Linked DNA regions of Sus scrofa: region 1 is linked to region 2. Evidence: chromatin contacts called from public HiChIP or PLAC-seq data. All regions are on one chromosome and are shown on one strand. Each heading gives the region's core, a stretch centred on a gene start, on an enhancer-like site or on the middle of the called end of the contact. The rest is flanking DNA. Distances are from core to core; before and after follow the strand shown. Region 1 holds the start of SFPQ (splicing factor, proline- and glutamine-rich). Region 2 holds the start of TMEM35B (transmembrane protein 35B).

Region 1 (7,272 bases), core at 4-2,503, 170 kb after region 2:
ACTCCCTCCATCTCTCCAATCCTACATTTCACTCTGCTCTGGTTCCAAAAGTCCGCTAGTTTCAATACGGCGCACCATAGCTTAGCATCACCTTAAGGCCACCCCCGCGACTGCTGCGCCAGTCGGGTGGCCAACCACAGGGGCCTGCTAGCGGACCCACGCCATCCGCCTCCCGCTCCGGCAGCCGGCCCCGCCCCTCCTCGTCTCCCGCGCGCAGGCGCTCTTTCCGGTCTCCGACAAAATGGAGGGCGGGGAGGGGAAGGGAAGGGAAAAGAGGGGGCCGCCGCCATCTTAGAGAAACCGACGCGTAGGTCTGGGAGACACTCACCTCCGAGTCCGAGATCTTTTCCTCACTGCGGCCGCCGGGCCCGCCCGGTGGTGGCCCTTGGTGGTGCTGCTGGTGGTACGGCGGGTGGTGCTGCCGGCCGCCGCGGGGCTCCCCACCGCCTCGGTGCGGCGGTTTGGCGTGGCCGCCAGGGGTGCTTAGGCCCGGGCCGCCGCCGGGCTTCGGCCCGCCTGGCATTTTGCCGCCTTTGGGGCCGCCAGGTCCCGGGCCCTGCTTAGGTCCGGGGCCTGGGCCCCCTGCGGGTGGAGGAGGCGGGCCCCCAGCCTGAGGCGGGGTGGTGGGGACACCGCCGCTCGGCGGCGCAGGCGGAGGTGCCCCGGGGGGCGCCGAAGTGACGGCCGGCGGCGGGGTCGGGGTGGGGCCCGACCCCGTGGGGGCCCCGGAGGTCGGGGGGGTGGCGGGCGGCGCCGAACCAGAAGCCGGGGGAGCGTTGCCTACTCCGGGAGCCGGGCCGGGCCCCTGAGAAACGACGGGCTTGGACGAGTCCTGTGGAGGCGGCGGCGGCTGCTGATGCGGCGGTGGCTGGTGCGGCGGCGGCTGAAGCGGCGGCGGCTGCTGTGGTGGCGGCTGCTGCGGCGGCGGCTGTTGCTGTTGCTGGTGCGGAGGCGGTGGCGGGATCGGGGGCTTGGGACCACCCTGGCCCGGGCCGGGCCCCATAGGTCCGCGGTTCTGATTGAGGCCCATGCCTGGCGGCGGGGAGCGGAAATCGTGGAGGCCGCCGCGGCCGCCGCCCCCTCCGCGCCGGTGGAAGCCGCCACCGCCACCGCCCCGGCTTCGGAACCGATCCCGAGACATGTCTGTAACCAAGGGGCGGTCGAGGCAGAAGCGGAGAAGACGTTCAGGAAACGTGGAGGCCACCTTGCTTCTCACAAGATGGCGGATGACACAGGCGGCGCGCCGCCTTTGTCCTCCTCTTATATAGGCCGGCTGGCTTGGCCCCGCCTACTTCTGGATCAATAGCAGCAATAGCCAATTGCAATTACTGTACTTGATGACGCTAAGTTACGAGGAGTTAATCTTTCCTATTGGCTCCCGGATGAGAGGCGGGAGGCATGGAGTGGCTGAAGTTTCCAGTAAGCCAATGGGCGGAAAAGGAGTTGGCTGTAGGTGACGGTGATTTGCTGAGAGATATTTGAATGGGTTCGCCGGAGCAATTTTTCCCTTGGAAGCAGATAGCCAGGGCCCTATCAGCTCCTGGGGAGAGATGTTAGCAAGTCCTTTCTTTCTTGATTGCCCTTAAGAGCAGCCTGCTGATATCCTCCCCCAGAAAGAACCTACAGCCTCCAGCTCAAAAGCATAAATTAAGTGCCTGCTATCTTTTCTACCTTGTGCTGGGCCCATAAATTTAGAGAAAAATTTTTTTTTACCGATTTCGCACACTTGATCTTACTGATTTCATTTTGGAATCTCACTGGAGTACTGGTTTGTTCTAGCAGTAAAAGTGTCGCCATGGGCTTTAGTGATTGCTCTTTGTTCAAAAAGAAAGGCCTTGATTTTGTGTGTATACACTAATTTACAAACACATCACAGGAAGAAATGAACGTTTTTCTTAATTCTACAAACCACAAAACACTTTATGGACAGATTAAGATGCTTTAAAACTAGATTATTAATACAAAACAAATGAATCTTTCCACAGAAAAGAAACTCATGGACTGGAAGAACAGACTTGTGGTTGCCTAGGGGAAAGGGGAGGGAGGGAGGTGGACTGGGAGTTTGGGGTTAATAGATGCAAACTATTGCATTTGGAGTGGGTAAGCAATGAGATGCTGCTGTATAGCACAGGCAACTATATCTAGTCACTTGTGATGGAAATGATGGGGGATAATGTGAGAAAAGAATATGTATATATATATATATGTATTACTGGATCACTTCACACAGTAAAAATCGACAGAACACTGTATAGCAACTATAACAGAAAAAAAAAAATCATAAGAAATGTTTAAAAATGCAAATCAGGAGTTCCCGTCGTGGCTCAGTGGTTAACGAATCCGACTAGGAACCATGAGGTTGTGCGTTGGATCCCTGGCCTCGCTCAGTGGGTTAAGGATCCAGCGTTGCCCTGAGCTGTGGTATAGGTCGCAGACACAGCTCATATCCTGCGTTGCTGCCTCTCTGGTGTAGGCGGGTGGCTACAGCTCCGATTAGACCCCTAGCCTGGGAATCTCCATATGTTGCAGGTGTGGCCCTAGAAAGGCAAAAAGACAAATAAATAAATAAATAAATTTTTAAAAAATGCAAATCAGAAAAATAAAAACATAAAATTACAATATTGAATTATCTATACATATCAACGAAGGGGCAGAATCCAACTACTTTGAAGAGCATAAGCCATTTCCCTTGATACCTCTCTTAATGTCATCTATGGACCTTTGGGTGGATAATTCCTCCCTCAATAAATATTAGCTTATGACTCATTGTCGTCCTTTCTGATTCTGTTCATCACTTGACATCTATGTTCTCTACCTCCTCACCTCCAACAATCTCTTTACATCCTATATCAGCTATCCCACCCACATCATAGTTAATCCTATGTTATTGCCACAACATTCCTAAAAAGCACTATTTCAAACATCTCAACTGTCTGACATAGTAACTCTGATTTTTTTTTTTTTTTTTGTCTTTTTTGTTGTTGTTGTTGCTATTTCTTGGGCCGCTCCCTCGGCATATGGAGATTCCCAGGCTAGGGGTTGAATCGGAGCTGTAGCCACCGGCCTACACCAGAGCCACAGCAACACGGGATCCGAGCCGCGTCTGCAACCTACACCACAGCTCATGGCAACGCCAGATCGTTAACCCACTGAGCAAGGGCAGGGATCGAACCCGCAACCTCATGGTTCCTAGTCGGATTCGTTAACCACTGCGCCACGACGGAAACTCCAGTAACTCTGATTTTTTGACCTCATCAAAACCTGCAAACCATTAACTGTATCACTTTTTCATTATCTCTCATATTCTTATATTTATAACTTGTGTCACCCATTTATTTTTTGTTTTCATGTTTTAATGGCTGCACCTGAAGCATACGGAAATTCCCAGGCCAGGGATTGAATCTGAGCCACAGCTGCATCCTACTGTGGCAATGCCAGATCTTGTAACACACTGTACTGGGCAAGGGATCAAACCTGCTCCTCTGCAGCAACCTGAGCTGCTGAGTCAGGTTCTTAACCCACTGCGCCACAACGGGAACTCCCTATTACCTACTTTAGATGTTATAATTGCCACAAATCTTGGTTTGTTGGTTTTTTTTTGCCATTTCTTGGGGCGCTCCCTCGGCATATGGGAGGTTCCCAGGCTAGGGGTCTAATTGGAGCTGTAGCCGCCAGCCAATGCCAGAGCCATAGCAACTCAGGATCCAAGCTGCGTCTGCAACCTACACCATAGCTCATGGCAACGCCAGATGTTTAACCCACTGAGCAAGGGCAGGTATCGAACCCCCAACCTCATGATTCCTAGTCGGATTCGTTAACCACTGAGAAAGGGCAGGGATCGAACCCGCAACCTCAAGGTTCCTAATCGGATTTGTTAACCACTGCGCCACGACGGGAACTCCCCACAAATCTTGTTTTTTTTCTCACCTGCTAAAACTCCAAGTCTGGTGGGACCAAACAATTCACCTTCTATATACGTATAGCTATGTCACTTTAATGTACAGCAGAAATTAACAACATTGTAAATCAGCTATACGTCGGTAAAAATTAAAAAAAAAAAAAAAGGAGTACCCATTGTGGCGAAGCAGAAACCAATCCAACTAGTATCCTCGAGGATGTGGGTCCAATCCCTGGCCATGCTCAATAGGTTGGGGATCCGGTGTTGCAGTGAACTTTGGTGTAGGTCGCAGAGGCAGCTCAGATCCTGTGTTGCTAGGGCTGTGGCAGAGGCCTGCAGCTGTAACTCAGATTCAACCCCTAGCTTGGGAACTTCCATATGGTGCTGGTGTGGCCCTCAAAAGCAAAAAAAAACAAAAAACAAAAACAAAAAAAAACAAATTTGGACTGTTCCCATTGCAGCTCATCCATGAAGATGTGGTTTGATCCCTGGCCCCACTCAGCAGATTAAGGATCCAGTGTTGCTACAAGCTGTGGCGAAGGTTGCAGATGTGGCTTGGATTCTCTGTTGCTGTGGCTGTGGCCCAGGCCTGCAGCTGCAGATTTGATTTGACCCCTAGCCCTGGAACTTCTGTATGCCACAGGTGTGGCCTTAGAAGGAAAACACAAACAAAATTCACCTTTTTTTTTTTCTTAAGGCCACACTCCCGGCATATGGAGGTTGCCAGGCTAGGGGTCAAACTGGGGCTACAGCTGCCAGCCTACACCACAGCCACAGCAACGCAGGATCTGAGCCACGCAGGTGACCTACACCATAGCTCACAGCAATGCCACATCCTCAACACACTGACTGAGGCCAGGGATTGAACCCAAATCCTCATGGATACTAGTTGGATTCGTTTCTGCTGTACCACAACGGGAACTCCAAAAATTCACCTTCTTTAGGAGTTCTGTCGTGGCGCAGCAGAAACAAATCTGACTAGGAACCATGAGGTTGCGGGTTCGGTCCCTGCCCTTGCTCAGTGGGTTGAGGCTCTGGTGTTGCCATGAGCTATGGTGTAGGCTGCAGACATGGCTCAGATCCCACGCTGCTGTAGCTGTGGTGTAGGCCGGCAGCTCCAGCTCCAGCTCCGATTGGACCCCTGGCCTGGGAATCTCCATATGCCGTGAGTGGGGCCCTAAAAAGCAAAAACAAAAACAAACAAAAATTCACCTTCTTTAACAAGGGCTGAGGCTTTACATTTTGACCACCAGCCTCCAAAGGCATTAGATTTTTCCTGGCAATCTTACTAAATTACTAAAATTACTAAATTTCTCCAGTATGTTCACTTTTCCTCTTTCTGATATGGTATTTTTCTTGCTCTCTCTGTTCAAATTCCTACATCCTCTTCTCTTCCTCCACCACAACTAACGACTTCTCCTCATGAGAGAAAATAAAAGAAAGAAAATAAAAATTTATCAGAGGAACATTCACATCTAACTGGAATCCACAACTACTCGTATCTGCGTACCTCTTCTCTGACTTCCTTCATGATACCGTAAAAGATGAGTCTCGGCTCTGCCCCCAGAGACGGGCAAACCCCCCACCCCCGAGTGCTATAGATCTCACACACCTACCCCCAATGCCTTCTTACAGACTTTTCCTTGTGTATCATCAGTTACTTATACTGAATCATTTCCATCTTAAAAATAAATAAAACCTTCCCTTTACCATATCTCATTTCTTCATTTGGCACCAATACTAAAACAAATTGTCTACACTAGAGGTCTCCATTTCCTCACCTCTGTTTCCTCTTCAATCCACCCCGATCTGTCCCACACCTCTCTCCCTCTGTCTTCTTCTTCTTCTCCTTCTCCCTCTCTCTCTCTCTCTCTCTCTCTCTTTTTTTTTTTTTTTTTTTTTTTTTGGCTTTTTTAGGACTGCACACACACGGCACAGTGCATATGGAGATTCCCAGGCTAGGGGTGGAATTGGAACTGTAGCCGCAAGCCTACACAACAGCCACAGCAATGCCAGATCTGAGCCTCATCTGTGACCTACACCACAGCTCACAGCAATGCCAGCCAGATCCTTAACCCAATGAGTGAGGCCAGGGATCAAAACTGCTTCCTCATGGATCCTAGTCAGATTCGTTTCCACTGAGCCACGACAGGAACTTCAGTAATCTTTAAATTTATATTTCCATGGTAAAGATAGATCTTTTTTTTTTTCCAGGCTAGGGGGTGAATCGAAGCTACAGTTGCCCGCCTATGCCACAGCCACAGCAACGCCAGATCCAAGCCACATCTGTGATCTACACCAGAGGTCACAGCAACGCCTGATCCTTAACCCACTGAGCAAGGCCAGGGATCAATCCAGCAACCCCATGGTTCCTAGTAGGATTTGTTTCCGCTGTGCCATGATGGGAACTCCCCTAGGATAGTTCCCAACTTATATGTCACTACTTATTAGACATCTCCATTTGGAGGTCTAACTGGCACATCGGATGTAATATGTCCAAACTGGAGCTCTTTTATCAACCTAATCTGTTCCTTCCACTCTGACCCAGCATAGTATGCAGCTAATTAACCACAACAGGTATTTATCTCCTACATAAAATCCAAAAATATACTTCCTCCAAGTATATCTCAAATTTATTTACTTCTCTCCATCTCTACCACTAAATCCTAATCTCTTCCACCACCATCTCTCACCTAAATTATTGCAACCACAACAGCACTTTTTTTCTTCTCTTCTTCTTCTTCTGCTTCTTTTGGCGGCACTTACAGCATATAGAAGTTCCTGGGCCAGGGATCGAACCCTTGCCACAGCAGTAAACTGAGCCACAGCAGTGACGACTCTGGTCCTTAACCGGCTGTGCCATCAGGGAACTTACTTTAGATGTGGTGATTGGCATAGAAGGCTTTTTTGAGGTGACATTCAAGCTGAGAAAGAACATGCCAGAACTCCGCAGAAAGTTGGGGGAAGAACACTTCCAGGCTGAGTAAACAGCAAGTCCAAATACCTTGAGGCAAAAAGCATGCAGACAAAATAAAATGATAAATCGTAAGAACATAGAGAGGCTTCCTGTGAATGGGGCCTTGGAACTAGAAAGATTAAGATGGGAGAAAGCATACAGGGGTCAAATCAAATCAAGCCTTTTAAATTTTAGATGTTCAGATTTTGTTCTAAAAACAATGAGTGACCATTGAGGGCCTTTAAACGGGGGAAGGAAAATGACATCTGAATGACATACTCGCTACTGAATGATGACTCCAGCTGTGATATGGAAAATGGATTAGAGAGGACCCAGAAAGAGAGAAAGGACATGTTAAAAAGTGGTTGTAGGAGTTCCCCTCAAAAGCAAAAATAAGCAAATAAATAAATAAAAATAA
Region 2 (7,815 bases), core at 4,191-6,690:
TACAACCAAGCTTGTGGGGCCCTGTAGCTGCTAATCAGCTTACAGGCCAAGCCTTGATAAACAAGAGACTTCATGCCAGCTGAGAGGTTTTACTTAAAGTCCTGGTTGGAGACAGGCTGGCTGTGGAATCCTGGAAGGGGTAGAGATGGTAAGAGGCCAGGATCCTAGGGTTTCCAGGCTCTACTTTCGAGGGCTTCAAAATTTTCATGCTGAGGGGCAATTCTGTGAAGTAGTGCAGATTTAATCATACTGGCTCAGTCACCCCATCTACCTTCAAGGTAAAGAGAGCAGGGGTGCCATGCCTGCCCACTTCCAACTTTGGCAGCTGGTGCTTTGGAAAGTGTGGGTTCTGGAGTCAGTCAGGCCTTAATTCTAACCTCAGGTAACATATAGGCACTTGTTTTCTGAATCCATTTTCTCATCTGGAGAACAAACAGTTATTTAATGACAAGCACTATTTAATAGCATTTACTGATGAGCATTTATTATGTGCCAGGCATTACTTAAGCACTTTAACTCCTAAATCTTCACAAATCTTAATGAAATATTTGCCATTATTATCCATATTTTGCAAATAAGCTAGTAAGTAGCACTATCTACCCTTCTTTGCTGACCACTTGACCAGTGTGGGTAAATCTTAACTATTCTAAGTCCATCTTGGGAATCCCATTTTTCTTGCCAGTGACTGGTCTAAGAATGGAAATGTGACAGTTCTACACAGTGGGATATGAGGGGGAAATCTAGGGGTCTTTTTTTGTCTTTTTGCCTTTTCTTGAGCCGCTCCTTCGGCATATGGAGGTTCCCAGGCTAGGGGTCCAATCGGAGCTGTAGCCGCTGGCCTACACCAGAGCCACAGCAACGCGGGATCTGAGCCGCATCTGCAACCTACATCACAGCTCACAGCAACGCCGGATCCTTAACCCACTGAGCAAGACCAGGGATCAAACCCGCAACCTCGTGGTTCCTAGTCGGATTCGTTAACCACCGTGCCACGACGGGAACTCCTAAGGGTCTTTTAAGAGAGATTTCCCCTCTCTTTTCACCTTTGAATATTATGTGCAAATGTGCTGTCTGGAGCTGCTGCAGCTATTTTGTAACCCCAAGGGCAGTAGTCAATAAATTAAAAGCAGCAGAGCACAAACCTGAAAGAATATCAGTCCTTGATGTCAACATAAAGCAGCCAAAATACTCCTTGAAAATGAAGCTATGTTATCTCTTGACCTCTAATGTGAGATTAAAAGTGTCCTTATTGTTTTGATACTCTGTGTATGTAGTATTCATACGCTACTATATATAAATATATATATACATACATACATATATATACACACACACACTTACTATAGATAGATTGCATCACTGTGCTTTCAGATACAAGAAGCCCTAAGAGTGCCAACCTGACTGAGGTTTCAAGTGTCAGAGCAGAAATGCCCATTCCGTAGTAAAGAGGAAATGGAGTAATATACATAGATTCTTTCACTCCTGTGGGCTCCCAAAAGCCACTGTCCCTACCCCAAAAAGCAATGCGTAGGCTAGTGGCTGGTGTATTTGCATAAAACAAAAGAATTCTTTTTTCTTCACTATGTTTCTTATGGGAGGCACATCACCTCCCAAAAGACTGCTACTGAGGTGAAGATGGTTGGTGAAGTGATAGCAGGTACCCTAACATGGTCACTTTCCCTGAGAATTGTCACACACACACACACACACACACACACCATTCTGACAACTGTCTAGGACCTCTGGGATTCACCCCAGGTTTCCAGCACTGCTTTAACACACAGCATCCCTTGGAGTTGGCTGTCTCCTGCCTCCAGGTAGGTGTCCAAGGAGCACTGCACTGAGTGCCCTGGCAGTTTCAGGCCTTGTAAAACAACAGTTTGATGCCCACCTTTGTTAGCCCCTGCAATTCTAAAATGCATGAGATAAAAAGGAACGGGAGGGAAAACCTCATGTGGTTCAGAAGGGCACAGGCAGAAGCAGATGTACTCAATACTCCGCCATGCTCAATGGGGACATTCTAAGCATGTAACAGAAACCTTTAAAATGTGCATGCTTTTTGAACCAGCACCCTCACTTCTAGGGAAAGAAAATAAGTATGCAAAGGTGATTCACTGTGAGGTTTACAACAGCAAAAAATCGGGAACAGTACAAATGTTCCTTAGTGGGAACTCGTATAAATACATTATGGTACATCCTTACAACGGACTACTACACAGCCATTAATATCAATGAGGGAAAAGAGACATGGAATGGTATTACAATGTATTAGGTTTAAAAAGCAGGTAATAAAGTCAAATATAAACTCTCATTTTCATTAAACAATATCTAAATAAAGGCACAGAAAAAAGTTGGAAGGTACAGTTACACAAAGGAATTGAAAGTAGTTACTTGGGGCATTAAAATTTTGGGTGATTTACACTTACTATTTTCAAATGACATGAGGAATGCTGGAATGTGTAACACGTACCCCTCAAAAAAGAGCGGTAACCATCTAAGCGAGAAAGCAGGGCCAGGTAGACCAGATGTCTACTTCAACACTGGCCGACCTTGGTAGTATTGGCAATGAGGTGGCACTCTTGTCTTCCACCATGTTCCTGCTTTGACAGTGACATGGCATGAAGAGGCAAGAGACACTCTACTCCCAGGAGTCCTTGAATTCACTGGGAGAATTCTTCCTAGTAGGTCTGAACATCTTTTTAGTTTAGACTAAGAGCTAGCAGATATCCAGCAGCAGCAGGAGCCCCAGGCAGATGATGGCTGGGATGCAGGTGTTCAGTGACTCTTTCAGAGATGCCAAAGTGAAGATGGCCCCTAGAATGGAAAATGAGGTCCCTGAGGCTCCCCCCTGGGTGTGCCCAGGAGATTCAGGGGCTCAGAGCCCTCCAGCCAAGGCTGACCCACTCCAGCTTAAGCCCTCTCTTGAACACTCCCCTCCCACATACATACCCAAATACCCTCAACTAGCTGCATTCATCTCTCTCAGAGAAAGCAGAACCAGAAATCAGAAGTTTCTTGAACGTAGCCCCCTCTCAGTTGGCAAGAAAGAAACAGGAACAATCCAACCAAATAGGTTAGGTAGGTGAGTAGGTGGGAATTTTGGAACAAATTCTCCCTGATCCTTCTCCTTTCTCAATCCTAGTGGAAGGAAGGAGGCCCAGGAGTTGGTGGTGGAGGTGCAGGAAAGATCTGGAAATGAGGGAAGCTACAGAGATGGAAAGAAAGCCTGGAAGAAGGGCAGTGGTGGCAGAAGCAATAGTGACTTAAGGCCAGAGGAAACGGAAGCGCCTGAAGATGTCTAGCCTTCGAAGCAGCAGCTGTCTTTGTACATCAGCAGTTCCTGTGGGCAGAGTTGCTATGAGGGGGCCCTCTAGGAATGCCGGCCACAGGGAAATTCTCTGCCTTTCTGTTCAGGGGGCCCAGATTCCTTGCTCTCTGTTCCCACCTGCCAGACACATGAGTCCAGTGGCAGCTGCTACTCCATCCCCTCATTTCAGGGTAGAGGTGAAAAGAAAGGGGTAGGGGCTTTTAATTTACAATATATTATAATGAAAATACCATGCAGCCAATAGAATTGATGACAAAGTATATTTGACAAAGTGTTAGATTAGGTTTAAAAAGAAACTGTCCTAATCTGAAGGCCTTGGAAACTGCAGTAGAGCAGGAAACTGCAATAGAGCAGGAAGTGCTTCTGGTTTCAGAGAAAAAGGATTGCAACAGTAAAGAGAACAGCCAGAATTTTGTGTCACCCTTCCCAAGAAGTCCCCATTTCACCAGCCCAGGTGCAGCCCCCTTACCCATCATGAGCAGAGTCAAAAGCAAGTTACTGATCTCTTGCAGCATCGGTGGGCCCAGGACCAGCAGCAACCCAGCCAGCAGTTCCAGCCAGCCCACAGCTACTTGGTAGCTCATGGGATCTGGCTGGTAGCCGAACACCTTCAGTGGAAACACCTCAGCGAACTGCACGAACAGAGCTTTCTAGAGATGGCAGGGAATGCCTGTCAGCCACAGTCACCAAGGATCCACTCCCCAGGTGCTCCACAGGGGCACTCTGTCCCAGTGCCCTTGACTCCCCTAGCAAAGAAGTCACTACTCTAGGCCAAGTCCAGGGCTGAAGTCAGCCAGCCTGGAAAGGACAGGGCCTCCCGAGGGAGCAGAGCTTTGGGATCAGGGATAGGCTTTATGCTCCAAGAAGGGCTGAATGGTGGTACAGAGATGGACTGATTTTCTCACCAGGTTACAACCCAGCCCCAAATCCCAGGAAGGGGAAGCGAGACTTGGGCCTTCTCATCTAGGACCAAGGCCTTTGGGACGCCACAGCTTCTCTTCCTTGCCTGGCCTGGTTTCTCTTCAGGCTAGCATGCAGGGGATATTTGGAGATGAGGAAGAGGATGGAAGGGAAGGTTGTTCCTTAAACAGATTTCACTCAGTATCAGATGCTGGGACTTGGATCTCATGTCAGTTGCTAGAAGGGGAGTTGAGGGTGTCAAAGTGAGTGACTCATCTCACTGAGTCAAACTCTGTCCTGGGCCACATCTCAATCCTCAGGTTGGCTACCTTTTCCTGCTCCCCCATTTCAGCTCTACCTCCTGTACCCAGGGTTGTAAGGAAAAAACTCTGTCTGGCTCTGAGGATGTCCTTCCCCAAACAACCCACCACCCTAAGCCAAGAAGGAGGAGGAGAATCCAGGCCTGGGAGAGGGAGGCTGGCAGGCCTAGAAGTGGGGCTTATCTGAGGGGCTGGACAGACTGACAGACATAAGGACAGGAAAGCTTTCTTGAGAGTGTGCAACTAGACGGAAAGCTGAAGGGCAACTTCTACACTTCCCTCTCTGGATTCAAAGTCAGGATTTGGTTCCTGTTTCCAGAGTGGCCTGCAACCTTTAGCAGATACACTTCACATTCAGAGCGGGTTTCCTATCCTGCCAAGCGGGGGTTAAAAAACCCCTGCCTCATGAACCTCCCAAGAATGGAAGCAAACGAAGGCGGGCAAGCAGGTCCCACTCCCTCCCCCTGGGTCCTGCTCGGGTTCCAGATTTGCCTGAGGCCACCAACGCCCTTGTGGAAAATCCAGAGAGGAACTGCCCAGGAAGAGGCCCACGTCTAAGTCGCGGTCCGGTGCTCTCTCCCAGCCCGGGCCTGAAACCAGGCGGGTCCGCGAGGCGCGGGGCCGGGGCTGGCAGGGCGCCGGGGTCACGGCCGGGGTTGCAGAGCCCGCCGCCGCCGCCGCCGCCGCCGCGCATGGCCGATCCCCCCGCCCAACCGCCCACGCCGCGCCGCTCACCATCTGCTCCGACACCGGAGCGGAGATCTGCCCCGAGAGCTTTGCTGTCCCCGTGAGCGCGAAGAAGCCGCCCAGAAGGACGCGCAGAGCTGCAAGCGGGAGCGCCATGGCCGCGCAGGCCTCCCAGACGGCGCCCGCCCCCGGGCAGGCCCCGCCGCAAACCCGCCCCCTGCCGCCCGTAGGAGTCCTCCCTCAGCGGCGGCCCGAAGATCTGCGCTAGAGCCTCCCGTCCTCACCTTACTGGGCGGGTGCCTCCCGCTTTTGACCCAGCACGGGCTGCGGGAGGAAAAGGAGCTTGGGCGGGGACACCCATTGCACAGATGGGGACACCGAGGCTCACTTGCTCTTAATTGACTAAACGGGCCCTCTGAATTCAGGGACAGTCTCCCAGCCAGTATGGACTGGGTAGAACCAAACATGGGTACCTGGACGCAGCTTGCAGAAGAGTTCGGTTATAATCAAAACACCTAACTTCAGTGGGCCTCAGTGTCTACATCTGTAAATGGGGATAATGTCGATCTGAGCCTGGAGCAGGCCTAGCACAATGCCTGGCACATGTAAGAACTCAAAAGAGTTATTTGTAAATTAGTAAATTTATAAAATTATTAGGAATAAATCAGTAACGAGTAATTAAATTTGTCAGTAGAGAGGCTTTGGTTGAACAAACCCTACAGGCCACTCCTGGCCCGTCTGTTCTTACCTGGAGATCTACCTAGACCTAGATGACCAATACGACAAACTCGGTCAGCTCTCTGGGTTTTTTTACTCCTTCCCCCTCCCCCAGCTAACGATGTATTTGTTTACATTTTTTAATTATATATATATATATTTTTTTTTTTTTTTTTTTGCCATTTCTTGGGCCATTCCCTAGGAATATGGAGGTTCCCAGGCTAGGGGTCAAAGAGGAGCAATGCTGGATCCTTAACCCACTGAGCGAGGCCAGGGACTGAACCCTCAACCTCATGGTTCCTACTCGGATTCATTAACCGCTGAGCCACGATGGGAACTCCAATGATAAAAAATTTTTATGGAAGCTTTCATAACACATGAAAATTACATGTAATTCATTTTTCAGTGGTCATAAATAAGTAGTTTTATTGAAAGACAGCCACATTCATTTGTATATAGTCTGCAGTTGGCTGCTTTTGTGCTGTAAACACAGAACTGAGTGTTCTCACCTTACGGCCTACAAAGCCTAATATATTCACTACCCTGGCCTTTTATGAAAAAGGTTTGCCAAGCCCCGATCTAGAGAGCCAGAGAGGATCTTTAGAGGGGTCTCAAACTCTCCCCTGCTTCCACTTCCTGTTAGCAGGGCTGCTTGGACTTCGTTTTCTACCTACCTGCAACTTGCTGGGTAGGTAGCTGGCTGGCTGAAGACTGAAATGTCCCATGTGCTTCTAAAGGCCAAGCCGTTTCAATGTCCAGGTGTGCTAGCTATTACATTATAAACTGGGCCTGTCAGTACCTACATCTTTGTCACTAATCCAAATTATGTGATCAATCAATAAAATAGCTAATTCTCTATCCTGGATTATTAAAATTATAGTTATTTGTAAATGCATATATAAATTCCTCAACAAAAAGAAAAATTATTAAAACACTTATTAAATCACCAAAAACACATATCCATATTAGGAAATTATATTTTAGGATATTTATCTCATACAAAATTTAACACAAAATTATAGACTTTGATAATAAGCAATATGCACATTACTATTCTTTTTCCTTGACTAATTTCTCTATTCTCGGAATTAAAGACGTGACTGCAAGTCGTAGGGCAGGGCCAGAAACCAACAGATTTCTTTGCTTTAACTCAGTCAAAGCTGAAAATGTAGCATCACATAAATAAATAGTTGAAAAAGGCAATAAAAATTTCATTGCCTTTTCATGGAGTTCTGGGTAACTTGCCTTTGCATTTATCCAAAACTGAGTTACAGACATTGATTTAAATATTGATTGTAATCCTAAATCTGAAGATAACTGTGCTAGTTTTTCTTCTTCAAAGTCCGTGAGATTACTATTTTGATGGTTCATAAAAGGATTAATTATCCACAAATTTCCTGAACGCAAGTCTTCTTCAGGTAGGTAACAGTCATTGAACATTTGAGAAAGTCCTTCGAGGTGTTCAAAAATAATGCTTGAAATACTTCTCATATTTAAGCCTGATGAGTTTGAAAATTCAGAAAATGAAGGGAACATATCATAATCATTCTCTTGTGTGCGCTTCAACCACATTTTTAACTTTTCCTTAAGCATATCAATTTTATTATACAAACTGAAGAGAGTGGTCATAGTTCCTTGGAGACTTAAGTTTAGTTCATTTATAAGTGAAAAAATATCTGATAAATAGGCCAACTTTGCAACCCATTCCTCATCAAAAAAATATTCAGCCAAATCTGAGTGCTTTTGATTTAAAAATATTTCAATTTCATGTCGTAATTCAAATAATCTTTTTAAAATTCTCCCTCTCGATATCCAACGTACTGCAGCATGAAGTGGTAAATTCAAGTGCTCAGACCCCATCTC

Evidence for each region. HiChIP or PLAC-seq counts read pairs in DNA pulled down with a chosen protein or histone mark.
Region 1: a contact with region 2 is called in an H3K27ac HiChIP or PLAC-seq map of alveolar macrophages. The contact joins the promoter of SFPQ here to the promoter of TMEM35B in region 2. A contact is called at or near these places in 1 of 47 Hi-C or Micro-C datasets (fetal skeletal muscle) and 1 of 2 datasets of contacts at active chromatin or transcription factors (alveolar macrophages).

What each region holds. Positions count from the first base shown.
Region 1 is chr6:91,406,983-91,414,254 of Sscrofa11.1, forward strand. It overlaps SFPQ (splicing factor, proline- and glutamine-rich), which reads right to left and starts at 1,254. Exons shown (of 11, transcript XM_021095898.1): 1 at 329-1,254. The coding sequence starts at 1,141.
Region 2 is chr6:91,232,565-91,240,379 of Sscrofa11.1, forward strand. It overlaps TMEM35B (transmembrane protein 35B), which reads right to left and starts at 5,441. Exons shown (of 3, transcript XM_021095886.1): 1 at 5,284-5,441; 2 at 3,798-3,978; 3 at 2,252-2,814. The coding sequence starts at 5,391. The coding sequence ends at 2,717. It overlaps ZMYM6 (zinc finger MYM-type protein 6), which reads right to left. Exons shown (of 15, transcript XM_021095881.1): 15 at 6,359-7,815. The coding sequence ends at 7,003. LOC110261138 (platelet-activating factor receptor-like) reads right to left here and starts at 852. Exons shown (of 2, transcript XM_021095872.1): 1 at 1-852.